Regions from separate parts of the Mus musculus genome. Here regions 1, 3 and 4 are each linked to region 2. A link is a contact called in public Hi-C and HiChIP or PLAC-seq data. All regions are on one chromosome and are shown on one strand. The core of a region is the stretch at or near the end of the contact, and the rest is flanking DNA. Distances in the headings are between cores, read along the strand shown. Region 1 overlaps Ccdc57 (coiled-coil domain containing 57). Region 2 holds the start of Ogfod3 (2-oxoglutarate and iron-dependent oxygenase domain containing 3). Region 3 holds the start of Hmga1b (high mobility group AT-hook 1B). Region 4 overlaps Ccdc57 (coiled-coil domain containing 57).

The links. Hi-C and Micro-C count contacts between places; a contact is called where the count stands out from the background. HiChIP or PLAC-seq counts read pairs in DNA pulled down with a chosen protein or histone mark.
Region 1: a Hi-C map of nephron progenitors shows a contact between it and region 2, with 4 times the contacts expected there. The contact joins the enhancer-like site here to the promoter of Ogfod3 in region 2. A contact is called at or near these places in 7 of 39 promoter capture datasets (the 3T3-L1 cell line, 3T3-L1-derived adipocytes, embryonic stem cells and 3 more), 33 of 484 Hi-C or Micro-C datasets (the AML12 cell line, B cells, the C2C12 cell line and 18 more), 4 of 115 datasets of contacts at active chromatin or transcription factors (embryonic stem cells, epiblast stem cells and kidney) and 1 of 9 other capture datasets (embryonic stem cells).
Region 3: a contact with region 2 is called in a FOXA1 HiChIP or PLAC-seq map of pancreatic cancer cells. The contact joins the promoter of Hmga1b here to the promoter of Ogfod3 in region 2. A contact is called at or near these places in 6 of 39 promoter capture datasets (3T3-L1-derived adipocytes, embryonic stem cells, hippocampal neurons and 2 more) and 1 of 115 datasets of contacts at active chromatin or transcription factors (pancreatic cancer cells).
Region 4: an H3K27ac HiChIP or PLAC-seq map of embryonic stem cells shows a contact between it and region 2, with 2.2 times the contacts expected there. The contact joins the enhancer-like site here to the promoter of Ogfod3 in region 2. A contact is called at or near these places in 1 of 484 Hi-C or Micro-C datasets (embryonic stem cells), 6 of 115 datasets of contacts at active chromatin or transcription factors (bone marrow-derived macrophages, embryonic stem cells, extraembryonic endoderm stem cells and 1 more) and 2 of 9 other capture datasets (adipose tissue and liver).

The regions. Positions count from the first base shown.
Region 1 is chr11:120,900,757-120,904,023 of GRCm38.p6, reverse strand. It overlaps Ccdc57 (coiled-coil domain containing 57), which reads left to right. Exons shown (of 19, transcript NM_027745.1): 4 at 1-40; 5 at 344-501; 6 at 634-708; 7 at 1,949-2,149. Among named protein-coding and RNA genes, the nearest start is that of A430102A20Rik, 30 kb to the left of the region's middle. Within about 2 kb of position 1,378, at least 65 of the 459 cell types and tissues checked have an H3K27ac peak or open chromatin away from gene starts, as enhancers often do. A contact at or near this core is called in the AML12 cell line, the G1E-ER4 cell line, liver and 1 more, where this site is marked.
Region 2 is chr11:121,203,038-121,206,207 of GRCm38.p6, reverse strand. Ogfod3 (2-oxoglutarate and iron-dependent oxygenase domain containing 3) reads left to right here and starts at 1,560. Exons shown (of 9, transcript NM_025402.2): 1 at 1,560-1,719; 2 at 3,100-3,170. The coding sequence starts at 1,646. It also overlaps a transcript of Hexdc not described here.
Region 3 is chr11:120,761,515-120,765,114 of GRCm38.p6, reverse strand. Hmga1b (high mobility group AT-hook 1B) reads right to left here and starts at 2,321. Exons shown (of 2, transcript NM_001166477.1): 1 at 2,125-2,321; 2 at 723-2,091. The coding sequence starts at 2,226. The coding sequence ends at 1,903.
Region 4 is chr11:120,849,150-120,852,308 of GRCm38.p6, reverse strand. The region is part of intron 18 of Ccdc57 (coiled-coil domain containing 57); the gene reads left to right. Among named protein-coding and RNA genes, the nearest start is that of Fasn, 26 kb to the right of the region's middle. Within about 2 kb of position 1,453, at least 126 of the 459 cell types and tissues checked have an H3K27ac peak or open chromatin away from gene starts, as enhancers often do. A contact at or near this core is called in adipose tissue, bone marrow-derived macrophages, embryonic stem cells and 3 more, where this site is marked.

The DNA of each region.
Region 1 (3,267 bases), core at 129-2,628, 300 kb after region 2:
TGACGACATGAGCAACGTAGTCCTGACACATGAGCTCAAGGTAACTGGCTGGCCCTGGGCTTCGAATCACCATTGCAACTTTAATTACCCAGTGCTGCAGAATACCATGCTGTTCCTTTGTTAGTCAGTCAGTCAGTCAGTCAGTCTGTCTGTTTGTTTGTTTGTTTGTTGAGACAGGGTTTCTCTGTGTAGTCCCGTCTATCTTGGAACTCACTCTGTAGACCAGGCTGGCCTTGAACTTAGAGCTCCGCCTGCCTGTGCCTGCCGAGCGCTGGGACCACGCCAGGCTTCACACTGTTCCTTTTACCCATCTCCTCTCCTGGAACTTTTCAATCTTTCTCAGATAAAACTACTAAACAAAGAGCTGCAAGCTCTGAGAGACGCTGGAGCACGGGCAGCAGAGAGTCTGCAGAAGGCAGAAGCAGAACACGTGGAATTAGAGAGGAAGCTGCAGGAGCGTGCCCGGGAACTCCAGGATCTGGAGGCCGTGAAGGACGCTCGGTGCGTAGGTTCTGTTCTCCAGGCATTGTGGCCGTAAGGACTAGATCTGGTGGCGTTGCCTTCCTGGCATCTTTCCGTTCTACTCTTTGATCTCTTACGTAACTGCTCTTTACTGATACGGTTTCTGTTTAGGATAAAGGGCTTGGAGAAGAAGCTTTACTCGGCACAGCTGGCCAAGAAGAAAGCTGAGGAGACTTTCAGGAGGAAGTGCGTATTTCTGCCTGGGTGGTGCCACTGGAAAAGAGTCTAGATCTTGCTTACTGGAGACAAGAGCCCTGTGGCAGGTGGGCGGGCAGCCTGAGCTGGGACGCTGCTGTGGCTGGCACCATGCTCTCCTTCCTCAGAGAGGGTTAGGCATCCGGTGTCTCCAAGCTTAAACTTTTTAAGGACCAAGAGTCCAATTCAGGTCATTGATAAAACACAAACTAAGAATGTTGAAAACTCTGGATTTAGTCTCCAGTGTCTAAAACAGGCTTTTAAAAATATAACCTTAGTTAAATTTTAACTTTTATGGGTAAATGAGATGGCTTTGTGGATAAAGTCACTTGTCACCATAGCTGGTGACCTGAGTTCCATCCCTGGAACCCATGTGGTAAAAGGAGAGAACTGACTCCACACATATGCCTCCATACTAGGTAAATAAGTATTTAAAAATTAAGCGTTAACATTTAGACCTTGGCTGTCTTACTAGCTAGTGTATAAGTTTTAGACGATCGCCTCAAGCTTTGCCATGCTGATGTCCCCCTACTATTGCTGATGTAGACTCTGGATTCTGTCCCTCTGACTGCAGCAGGCTCTTCACGTTGCCAGGTCTGGGACACCCAGGAAGTGGTGGTGTGCTGCCTCAAGGCGGAGCTTCAGCCATGCAGTTAAAGCATTGCTCCTCCCCCCAGTACTGCAGGGTTCGGGAGGTGCTGGGACAGTAAGGAGTCGGTCAACGAGGAGTGGGGCGGGGATGCCAGCTGGAAGCTCAGTGTGGACTCAGCAAGACGCATTTACTCTCTCTTCTAAAGGGAACAGTAACTGTAGCTACCACACACCACACACTCAGGCTGCCCAGTTACACTTGGGAGGGGAAGAAATTTTCTCTTGTGTTTTCTCATGCCACTATTTGTGCAGTACGGACAAACTGATACACTAAGGGAGTGCTCAGGAGTCTGCCCATCTGAGAGGCAGGTGGCATCTGTTTTCCATGGCTGGTCAAGCGTAGGTTGTTAGGAGTGTTTTGTGAATCTGCTTTGGTATCTGTGTGAGCTTTGGGGGCCTCCGAGAGCCCGGCACCTAAGAAGATCTGCTTACATGGGAAGAGCTAGCGCGCCCACAAGTTACTCCTGCAGAGTCAGCCATCTTGTCAGGGACAGCTGTAGTGTAAGAAAAGGATGGCAAACACTTTGGAAGGTTCCAGGGCACTGAGTGAGCCACCGCGGGACCCTCCCCTGTGTTTCAGACATGAAGAGCTTGACCGTCAAGCCAGGGAGAAAGACACAGTGCTGGCGGCAGTGAAGCGCGCCCATGCAGAGGAGCTGCAGACGCTGGACGCCAAGGTGCTGGAGCTTCAGTTCCTCTGTGAAACCCTGGAGGGACAACTGCGCAGGGCTGAGTGCACAAGAGCAGAGGACGCCAAGGAGAAGAACGCCCTTACTGACAAGTGAGCTGCTGCCTCTGGCCGGCCCAGCCCAACAGCCTCGTGTGCCTGTGTCCAAGGCAGAGGCAGATGTGGGCCATTTTAGAATGGAATTTTGCAAGCAGTGGGTAGGGGCTTTCTGCCCACCCCCGACCCCCTGACCCCGCTGCCATTTCTAGTAATGTTTTCTTTTTAATTATATAGTTTTATATTTATGCTTACTTGTGATAAGTGTATTTAACAAAGTTAACCTATTGCCTTCACTTTTTGTTTTTCTGAGACAAAGCCTCATTTGTGCAAACCTGGCCCAGAACTTGTTCTATGACCTTGGATAGCCTCGGATTTATAATCCGTGTGCCTCCACCTCCCAAGTGTTGGGACTGCAAGCATGTGTCACTATAGCTCCCCCCCCCACCCCCCCGCCCCTGGACTTATTTTTCCTGCCTCAACTTCCTAAGTGCTGCTGGGGTTATAGGTATGTAGCACTGGCATCAGGATACGGCAAATGCAGTTTCATCTGTCCGTCTGCAGTGCTCGTCCCATTTGGATCCAGGTGCCACTCCTGCCCCAGTCTCCCAGCAGCCTTCAGTCGGCACTGCCTGTCAGTTTGCTAACTCTAGGAGCAACACACAAATTGGAATCTTCTGGCACTTGCCCTTATATGTCTGGCCTGTCACAGAGAGACTCAAGTTCTCAAGGGTCATCCACATTCATAGGATGACATTTTCTTTTAAACTGTGACTGTGTCAAAATATACACCTCTGGACCTCCAGAAGCCATGGAGGCCTTCTTTGCCAGCTAGCCCAGCATAGTCAGTGAGCCGTAGGTCCCAGGGAGAGCCTTATCTCAAGGCAGATGGCCACTGAGGATCTCGACCCAGGGTTGACCTCTGACCTGTGCAATGCACCCACACCACACATGTCCTCCTTCACACTCTTGCACATGCATACACACAAGAATACCATGCCTAACAAGAGTTAACTATTTTAGTATTGAGCTATGGAGGGCAGTGGCTTGTTAAGTCAAACTTTGTGTCTTTAAGGCTGATATCCCAGTGTGAACAGGCCACAGTCTTTTATCTGCTCTGTACACATGGGTGTTTCTCCTCTGTTCTTAAGAATGACTCTGCTTTAGTGCAGGTA
Region 2 (3,170 bases), core at 311-2,810:
AACTACAGAATCTTCACAATCAAAACAGCAATGGCCCTGAAAAGAGTCTTTAATTTTCCCTCTGAAATTTCACAAACCAAACCTCCATCTTCTGCACTGTTCTCAACATTATCTTCCAAGCTCCTACACAACATCTGACAGAGCTCTTAACAACGAATGGATCTTCAAGCCCAAAGTTCCAAAGTCCTTCCACAGTCCTCCCCAGAACATGGTCAGGTTGTCACAGGAATACCCCACTCCTGGTACCAATTTGTCTTAGTCAGGGTTTCTATTCCTGCACAAACATCATGACCAAGAAGCAAGTTGGGGAGGAAAGGGTTTATTCGGCTTACACTTCCATACTGCTGTTCATCACCAAAGGAAGTCAGGACTGGAACTCAAGCAGGTCAGGAAGCAGGAGCTGATGCAGAGGCCATGGAGGGATGTTCTTCATTGGCTTGCCTCACCTGGCTTGCTCAGCCTGCTCTCTTATAGAACTAAGACTACCAGCCCTGAGATGGTCCCACCCACAAGGGGCCTTTCCCCCTTGATCACTAATTGAGAAAATGCCTTACAGTTGGATCTCATGGAGGCATTTCCTCAACTGAAGCTCCTTTCTCTGTGATAACTCCAGCTGTGTCAAGTTGACACAAAGCTAGCCAGTACACCACCCCACCCCCTCCTGAGGAAGGAGGATTAAAGTTTAAGACTTGCCTGGGCTATAAAGGAAGGTCAAGGCTAGACTTTGCAACTTAATAAGACCCTGTCTCCAGACTAATAAGTAAAATAAGGACTGGATTGCTTAGTGGTACAACACTTGTCTAGCATGCAGAAGGCCTTAGGTTCAATTCCTCGTACTGAAAAACAATTAAGGCAGTGGTAATTTGGAGAGATGGTGACTAGCTCCGTGATACAGCACCGGCTGCTCATTATGCCAGGAACCCTGCGATCCACCCTGGCTACTGCAAATAACAACAACAATAACCTGAAAAGGGAATAAACTCTACATATATCAGAACTGACTATAGTTTCCATTACAGTTCATTTCTGGAGGACACTGAAGCAGTCAAGATATTAGAAACAGTTTTCCTACCTTCTGTAAAATCACAAGCGATTATTAAAAAGAATTACAGAGTTGTGCATCCAGTTGCATGATTTCACCTGCTCGTCCTGTGCAAGGACTCAAAAGTCCTAGCCTTAGGAACCACACCCCCCCTACGCTCGCCCTCAATCCCCAACCCTGCCCGACCTGCCACTCTCAGGCAGTTCAAAGTCCCTGACAGGCTTCTCAATGCAGCTCTCGGGGCCGGGGAAAGGAGAGGGCGGCGGCCGTAGGAGACAGGTCATCCGGGCCCAGCACAATCGGTGGCTGTGGGCTTGACTCACCCGCGTCGCCGCCGCAGCCCAGCTACAGGAGAAGACAGAATTCCGCAGGTGCCTCAGGGTTGCAGTGCCAAGGGCCGAGAAGGCTCCGCCTCCCCCCACCCCACCCCACCCCCGCCACCGCTCGGCCTCCGATTGCTCTCGTCTGGCCGTGAGCCGGACGAAGACCGAGCGCGTCGCTCCCGCGTCCCGACCCCGTTCCCGCCTCGCTTTCGCTGTCGCAGCTATTGCCCCGAGTTTGGTGGCTCTCGTGTCGTAGCTGGCTCTGCGACGGCTGGGCCCGATGGCGCCTCAGCGGAGGGGACCACCCAGAATTCCCGAGGGAAGTAGTGCTGCAGAGCGCCGGCGCGCGACCAGGTAGCGGGATCCTTAGGGACCGGGAGGCCGCGCGCCACAGCGGGCGGAGCCTGACTGGTGTGTGTGGGCGTGGCCACTCCGAGGGCGGGGTCGGAGGGAGGCAGAGCGTGGTCTTGATTGCTGTGTCCTTGGCAGAGTGAGGCGTGGCCATCCCAGGGGTGGGACCTAACAGGGGTGGGACGTGCTCATGACAAGGCGGGGTCTGACTCGTGTCTGGGTTGGTCCCTGGCTAGAGGTGACAGGTGGGACCAGCCCTACTGAGACTTGAGCAGGCTTAATTTAGAGAGAGGGCGTGGTAGTGTGGGCGTGATTGATGTGTTGGGGCGTGACTTGGTTAGTGTATCCTGCGGCATCCTTTCTATAGTGAAAATGTCCACGTGGCTGCCCACCTCCAAGCTCTGCACAGAGGCCCTGCCCACAGGAAACCTCTTCTTGGAGTCGAGCTGCATTCAGTCACGTGAACAGGTTTCTCTCGCTAGGGACCCTTTTTGAGCCTTTAGGACTCCCCACCCACTACATGGTCTGTCTCCTCACATCTCTGCTGGTTACCTCATCCCAGCCTTTCACACCTCACCTATCCAAAACTGGCCTTGTGAGCCTCTGTCAAACCCACACCTGAAATGGTAACTAAGAAACGGAGTCCTTAGGGACAGGGACCTAACTCTGACAATTCTGCATGTATTTTGAGACCTTTCCTGGACAGCAGAGCTCAGCCACTCTAGTTATACACACAGAAGTGTAGAGACACAGACACAGCTTCATCAGGGACCGGACCACACAGACCTGGGTCGTAGAGGAAACTTACACATATCATTTCTGACATTCTTCTGTGCTCTTTCTGGCTCCAGGTTTATGATTTGAGTTAAGTAGATATGCTTCATGTACGCTGGTTTACGTACACATGTGTTCGTGTAGAAACACAGGCTTGGGATGGGGCAGTCATATATGGATGCATGAGTGATCAGAGACTCACATGCCCTGACAATCCTCCAAATAGGTGCTCTGTGGGCTGGACAGAAATTACCTATGGTCAGCCCACAATTTTTTTGCCCATTGAAGCACATATTCAGCCCTGTCTGGTCAGAGAAGACAGGTCCATATACTGCCTGGGAAGCTCTTCTGAGGGGTGGTGATGGTGGGCATCCTGATAAGCTTGAGTTGTGGATGGAAGTAGATGCCCTACTTCCCACCAGCTGCCTCATAATTAGCTTACAAGTACTTCCCATATCTCAGGATTGATGGGATGCATCCATCTTGATCAGAGATCAGTGTAGACACAGCCCAAGCCTGGTGGCATCCAGTGTGAACATCTTGTGAGTTTGATTGGCATGCTTAGTATGATGGCTGCATCCAGTGGCTGGTTATCGTCTCTTTCTTTAGTACCAAGAAGGACCGGCTGCCTCGGGAGGCACAGAGGACATGGCTAAGGATTGTGGCCTTTGGGGTCGGCC
Region 3 (3,600 bases), core at 1,072-3,571, 440 kb after region 2:
AATCCCAGCACTTGGGAGGCAGAGGCAGGCAGATTTCTGAGTTTGAGGCCAGCCTGGTCTACAGAGTGAGTTCCAGGACAGCCAGGGCTATACAGAGAAACCCTGTCTCGAAAAACAAAAAACCAAACCAAAACAAAACAAAACGAGCCAATGAGAAGAAGTGTGCACACACATGTAGAACGTCTGACAAAGCAGTGGAAGCATGTGTGCACACACATGTGCCTGTGAGAGGGTCTGACACAGCAGTGTAGCGGGAAGGAAGGGGCAACCTAAAGAAGGAATCTGAATTTTCAGCAATGAGATGTGGAGTCTTGAACCCAGGGCCTGAGAGCATACTAAGCCAACGGTGCCCCATCAGTGATGCTCGGTGATGTGAGCCACACCCTCGGCCCAGGGCAGTGAGATTGCTGGGTTTGGAATTATCTGGACAGAAGCATCAGCTTGGGACTTTTTGTTTTGTTGTTATAAATGAAGGTAGTGATGTGATCTAGCTGGAGCAGGCACACTGGATTCCAATGCCCAGGGACCCAAGAACCCACCATGCCTGCAGTGTGTCTAGAGAGTCCCCTGGCTGTTCCCCTCAATCTGTTCCTCCCAGGTGCCCCTCACCTGCTGCCCCGTACCAGCCAGGAACTCCGCCTTTGGCAGAGACACTGAGGCACCGTCTTTACTTTGAGGCAGGACTCTTGTAAATCTTTTTTTTTTTTTTTTTTTTTTTTGACTGTCCAGAAAAGGCTATTTGTTTTTTATTCAAGTAACTGCAAATAAGAAACCAGGGAGGAAGCCCCAGGCTGGGACAAATACTGGCCACCCCTCCCCCACAGAACAAGGGGAGGTGGCCCTACACCCTTTTCCCATCAAAGTGGGCCCCCATCCTCACTCTGCTGCAGCATCCACGGGGTGGGGCCCCATCTTCCTTAGTGTGGGGTAGGTAACCAGTCTGCTGCGCCCCAGCCCCCCTTCCCCTCGAGTGTATTGTGTGGGGGAGAGAATACAGGCAAATTCAGGAGGATGAACATCTGACGCTGGTAGCAGCAGCAATAGTGGGTATCTAAGAATGAACATGGAACAAAAAAAAAACAACACAACCGTCCAGAGGTAGTTTGTGAACAGAGGAGAAGATGGAACCAGAACCATGGGGGGCAGGGAGGAGCGAAAAGGAGGGGGCGGCAAGGCTAGCTCCTTAGTGCCCTGCGGGAGGAAGGAACAGCCTAGAGTGGACTGGGGGAGGCGTGTTGGTGCCCGTTTGCCTTTGGTGGAGGCGAGAACAGGCCCTTACTCTGGAGATGGGCGGTAACCCCATCTGTCTAGTCTCAGGTGAGAACATTAAAGTGGGTGGAGCCAACATCATCCTACTTCCTGTTGTCAAGGGGCTCAGCCAACCCAGTGCATGATCTCTGTAGGGTGGGGCAGGAGGGGCTGAGAAACCCACCCGGTGATACTTTGGTGGGGACATGCTGGGATCTAAGCATCCCCTGCCCTGACCACACTGCTGCTGCTAGGTCAGCCACTGGGCCTTGTCAGAGTGAGATGGGGCCGGGGCCCCTTAAGGCCAGGGAATGCTCCCAGGACCCTCTACGGGGAAGCCAGGAACAGCAGGGCAGAAGGGACCCGCAAAACAAAGCGCCCAGAGAGCCACGGCTCTGAGGGAGGTGCGCAGCAGGCCGGGCTGCGGCTAAATGGGAAGTTAGCCTTGTCAGGATGGGGCAGGTGTGTTCGGGAGGAGGGCACAGGGACTGAGCCGAATCCTGCTCCCTTGGGTGCTGCGGAGCAGAGCCTGCAGCTGGTGCCTGGTGCGGTAGTGTGCAGTGGGGGCGGGGAGGGGCCTGGGAGCAGGGCTTCCAGTCCCAGGGGACAGCTGCTCCTCAGTGGCTATGGAGCAGGCGGCACTGCGAGTGGTGATCACTGCTCCTCCTCAGAGGACTCCTGGGAGATGCCCTCCTCTTCCTCCTTCTCCAGTTTCTTGGGTCTGCCCCTTGGTTTCCTCCCTGGAGCTGTGGTGACTTTCCGGGTCTTGGCGGCGCCCTTATTCTTGCTTCCCTTTGGTCGGCCCCGAGGTCTCTTCGGAGTTGGCACTTCACTGGGCTCTTTCTGACTCCCGACCAGCGCCGTCCCAGGACTCACCGGAGGCTGCTTGCGTGGCCTGCCCCGGCCTCGCTTCTCAGTCCCATCCTTTTCCTGCTTGGAGGCCAGGGGCTGGCTGGACTTTGAGCCCGACTCGCTCATTCTCCTTCTCTATGTGTGGGGCAGCACACAGTGAGTGCCTTCTTGGAGCCGCGCCAACACCAGAAATAGCCCCGACTCGGAGTCCCAATTAGAGGCGACTCTTGTAAATCTAAGCATGGATTCTGGGGTTTCCTGCCCCAGTTGCAAACCCTGAGTACCTCTGTGCATCTCCTCTTCTCTGAGCAGAGACCTGGTTCTTTGGAGCCAGTTAGGAGTAATCAGAGAATATTGTGCACCTCAACCCGTGTCTGGCGATTGTTTGAGGTGTGCTGAGGGTCTCTTGTCTTGTGTGTCAGGGTTCATGGAACAAGTACTCACGATCCAGTGAGTCATAGCAGGTCACACGACATCTGGGCCGGGCAGGAGGCTCAGATGCCTCATGGACAGCCCTGGGGAGGAGGTGTGCTCAGACTGCCGCCTTTCCCTTGCTCAGTCCAGGCTCTGCACTGAGACCGTGTGAGTCGCTGAAAGGAGGCAGCTGTACTTCCAGTGCTCTATAGTGCAGGGACAGCAGTACCCTTCCCCTGAGCATTCCTCCGCACTGGTCAGAAGGGTGCTCTGGGACCTTCCTGTGGCTCAGGGGACAGCATACACAGTGGGGGCCCGGAGCCCAATCATTTGCTGCTGCCTGGCAGTTTCCTCATAGCTAACAGGGACAGATCATGCCTGCTCACTGTGTCCTTGATCCCAGTCTGAGCAAACCACCAAGTCCTATAGCCAACCTCCAGGTGGCACTGAATACTGGTGTCTGGCCTGATCTATCCAGTAAGATCAAAGCCCTTCCCCTTCTATGACAAAAGCTGTGGATTGTGACCAACCTGCTGTCTGGTGGCCATCGGAACTCCTGGGAAATGGTGGCCTTTCAGGGATGCCAGTTGGCCACCAGGCAGGAGGAAGTGGTTTACCAGGAAGGGAGCATCAAGCTCCAACGTCTTGGGAAGACAGTCATCTGCTAGCTTCGCCCTTAGGAGCGCATTTCTCCTAAGATGTCTTCACCCTCCACAGCTCCTGCTCTATCTCCTGTCACCTATGTTGTCTGAAGACTTCTCTATCCAGAGTCATGTGCTGAGCCCTAACTACAACATTATGTGAGGACTGTTGTATAACAGTTTCCTTTGAAATTAAAACACCCCATCCTGCATGGAAGTTCCTTAAGTAGGGATGCAAACAACTCATATAGTTTCAGGAAGTTCCTGAAACTGACCAATTTCACAAGATCCCTTGCTGTCAGGGTAAGCAACAAAAGCTGAGAGTCTCTCTCAGACAAACCAAGCAGCAAAGAAGAAAGACTGCAGATCAGAGCCCAGAAGACGCAAAAGTCAGCTGAGTTACCTACCTACTGTCGTCATCTCCACTCCGAGCCGGTGGTGACAA
Region 4 (3,159 bases), core at 204-2,703, 350 kb after region 2:
TCCTTGTGGGAGCCATGGTTGGACAATTATCTAGAAGGGAAATAGCTGGGTCAAAGGTGTAGGTAGTTTGAAGTGTTACCAAACTGTTCTAAAAAAAATCCGGCCCTGTGCCAGCAGCTGCCTGCCGGCAAGCAGCTCTCTGCTCCAGTGCCCAGACCTTTCCCCAGTCTGATAAATGACAATGATACTTCATTGTTGGTCTTAATTTACAGGTTGGTTTTTTTGGGAGGAGGATGGGGTTTTTGTTTTGTTTTGCTTTGCTTTGCTTTTTGAAACAGGGTTTCCTGTAGCTCTGTCTCGTTTCAAACTCTATGTAGCTTAAAATGACTTTGAGCTTTTGATCCTCCTGCCTCAGCACCTTAATTCTCAGTCACTAGTTTTGTTGCTGTTGTTCACCTGGCTGCTTTGTTGATGTTTGTTTTTGTGTGGCAGGGTGTGACTGAATAGCACCGACCTTCCTGGAACCACGCTTTGTGTAGTCTAGGCTGGAATTGACTAAAATCCCCCTGCCTCTGCCTGCAGAGTGCTGAGATTAAAAAGTGTGTGCCACCACACCTAGCCCATTAACCTGCAGTTTTGAAGCTGTAGACAGTTCCTGGTTGGCTTTAATGTGAACTTGTGACCTTTTCACAGAGGACAATTGAAACTGAGGACTTAGGGTAACAGGCTCACTGGGGAGGATAAAGGAGTACTAGGAAAGGGACAGGTCCTGGGAGACCAGAGGCAGGGCAGAAGGTCCATGCCCACAGGGATCAGGGATGGGGTTCTAGGTGGGACTGTCCTGAGCAGCCAGTATCTGGAAGGTACCCTTCAGTGCTAGGTCAGCTCTTGGTTTGAAGTATACAAGATGAAGTCCCAGGTACAGTGATCCCATTTTCAAGTAGAAACCAGGCCAGATCATGGCCAGCTGGGTGAAAAAAGGGTTTAGGAGGAGGGCTAAAGTTGTCCATGGGACAAAGGGTCATGGGCGTGGAAACTCCTAAGGAATGTGGCTACTGGTTGGAACTAGCCCAGCCCCTCCCTGCTCAGTACTAGGCTCCAAACTTTTGTCAACTTCTTGCACCAAACTGAAGGCTACACAGTACAGTGCAATGTTTGAGTTAGGTTTTTTGTTTGGTTGGTTTTTTAGTGTTGTGGGCTGTTTTTAGTGCATCCTTATGGCACAAGACTCTAATTCCAGCTCGTGGTAGGCAGAGAAAAGAGGAGCATCATGAATTACAGACCAGCCTGGGTCATTTCTTAAGTCCTGCTTACATAGCCCACCCGCTGTGGAGATTCTGACTGTAACAGTGACCACACTGTGTACTACCAGGCTTCTCTAATCTGGAGATCCAGAGGAAAAAGGAAAAAGAACAGCTCACCCTTGTCTGATGGCCTGACAGTAGAGCCTCCCTGTCCTAGACTCAGCTTGAATGGCCAGCCCTTTACCTCAGGCCTCACCAGGAGAACACTCGTACAGGGGAGGGGTGGGAGGACAGGCAGGAAGTGGCTAATGGGCTAGGCCTGGACACACCTACTCTGGCTCCTCCCTGGCTCTGTAGATCTAATGAGCTTCTGTTTCTAGGGAAGCTAGAAAATGATTTTTTTTTTCTTCAAAATGTTCACTTTGAGAACAAAAACCAAACTGTTTGTTGATTGAAACAGGGTTTCCCTGTGTAACCCTGACTATCTGTCCTGGAACTCACTCTGTAGACCAGGCTGGCCTGGAACTCAAATCCACTTACCTCTGCCTTCCTAGTGCTGGGATCAAAGGCATGCACTGCCACTCCCTGGCTACAAAACAATTCTTGTAAGGACTGGAGGACATACCTTTGTGGGTAAAAGTGCTTGCAGCTCAAGGCTAAGGACTGGAGTTCAGATCCCAGCACCCACATAGGCCGAGTGTGGCAACATGCACCTGTCATGGTGGATTTGGGGGATGCTGGCAAGTTTAGCTGAGACAGCATGTTCCAGATTCTGTGAGAGACCTTAACATTAGGAAACAGCCCGCTATGATGGTGCATGCCTTCAATCTCAGCACTAGGGATGCAGGGTGGGTAGAGCTGTCTATGGTTCAAGGCCAGACACAATAGAGTAACCATGTATCAAAAGATGAAGGTGCTGTAATCCCAGCACTCGGGACACAGGTAGATTTCTGAAGCAGAAACTTGTCAATTGGATGGTGTTTTGTTGGGACACACATGAAGGAACGTTTAGCTGAAGTGGACACAGGTGAAAGACTAAGGAATGTTTGGCTGAAGCAGGCATAGATAAAAAGGTGTTTTGTTAAAGCAAGCACATGAAAGGACGTGTGGTGAAAGATTTTTTTTATTAAGGACACACATGTATTGGTCTGTCTTATATTGTGTAGTTGAGCTGTATTTATCGGGACTCAATAGAAAGAAATACAGCAAAAAACAAAAACAAAAAAACTTCTGGTGGTGTGCCACAGTTTCTTGTCCCTTGAGTGGACTTGGGGTGATTGACAGAGTGATGTCAGCTGTGACAGACCCACATGCTGAGACAAGACCTGTAGAAGACACATGTTTAGACAGTATAAATAGGACTCAACGGACAATGACCAAGGCTGAGCTTGGCTTGCTTATAGAACTAGCTGTGTACTGCCTGTGGGTCTCATGTCTTCGTTGGTCTTCGCTTCCCTGAGAGAGTCACAGCCTAACCCTGAGAACTCCTCCTGGTATTCCTCCAGGTCCCTCCTGCTGACTTGAGCTAAGGCTGATGCCTGTCTGTTCCTATTAGGCCGTGACACTGCTGCTACTACCCTGATATTTCTGTTTGTAACTGGTGTTTCTCAATGGATGGAGCTGCCTCTGCTAACCTATAAAGTGAACTGCCAATTTCCAGACAACACAGACAGGACTTAATCCAGAGAATCATTTCTAAACAGGTCCACTTTCCCTGTATCCTTTCTTTTCCACTACCTCTGGTGGATGGTGGGCTAAAGGGAGGTTAAAACATTTTAAAACCATCATTAAAAATCGTGTTTTAAAGCCGGGCGTGGTGGCACACGCCTTTAATCCGAGCACTTGGGAGGCAGAGGCAGGTGGATTTCTGAGAGTTCAAGTCTACAAAGTGAGTTCCAGGACAGCCAGAGCTATACAGAGAAACCCTGTCTCGGAAAAAAAAAAAAAAAGAAAGAAAAGAAAAGAAATTAAAGTT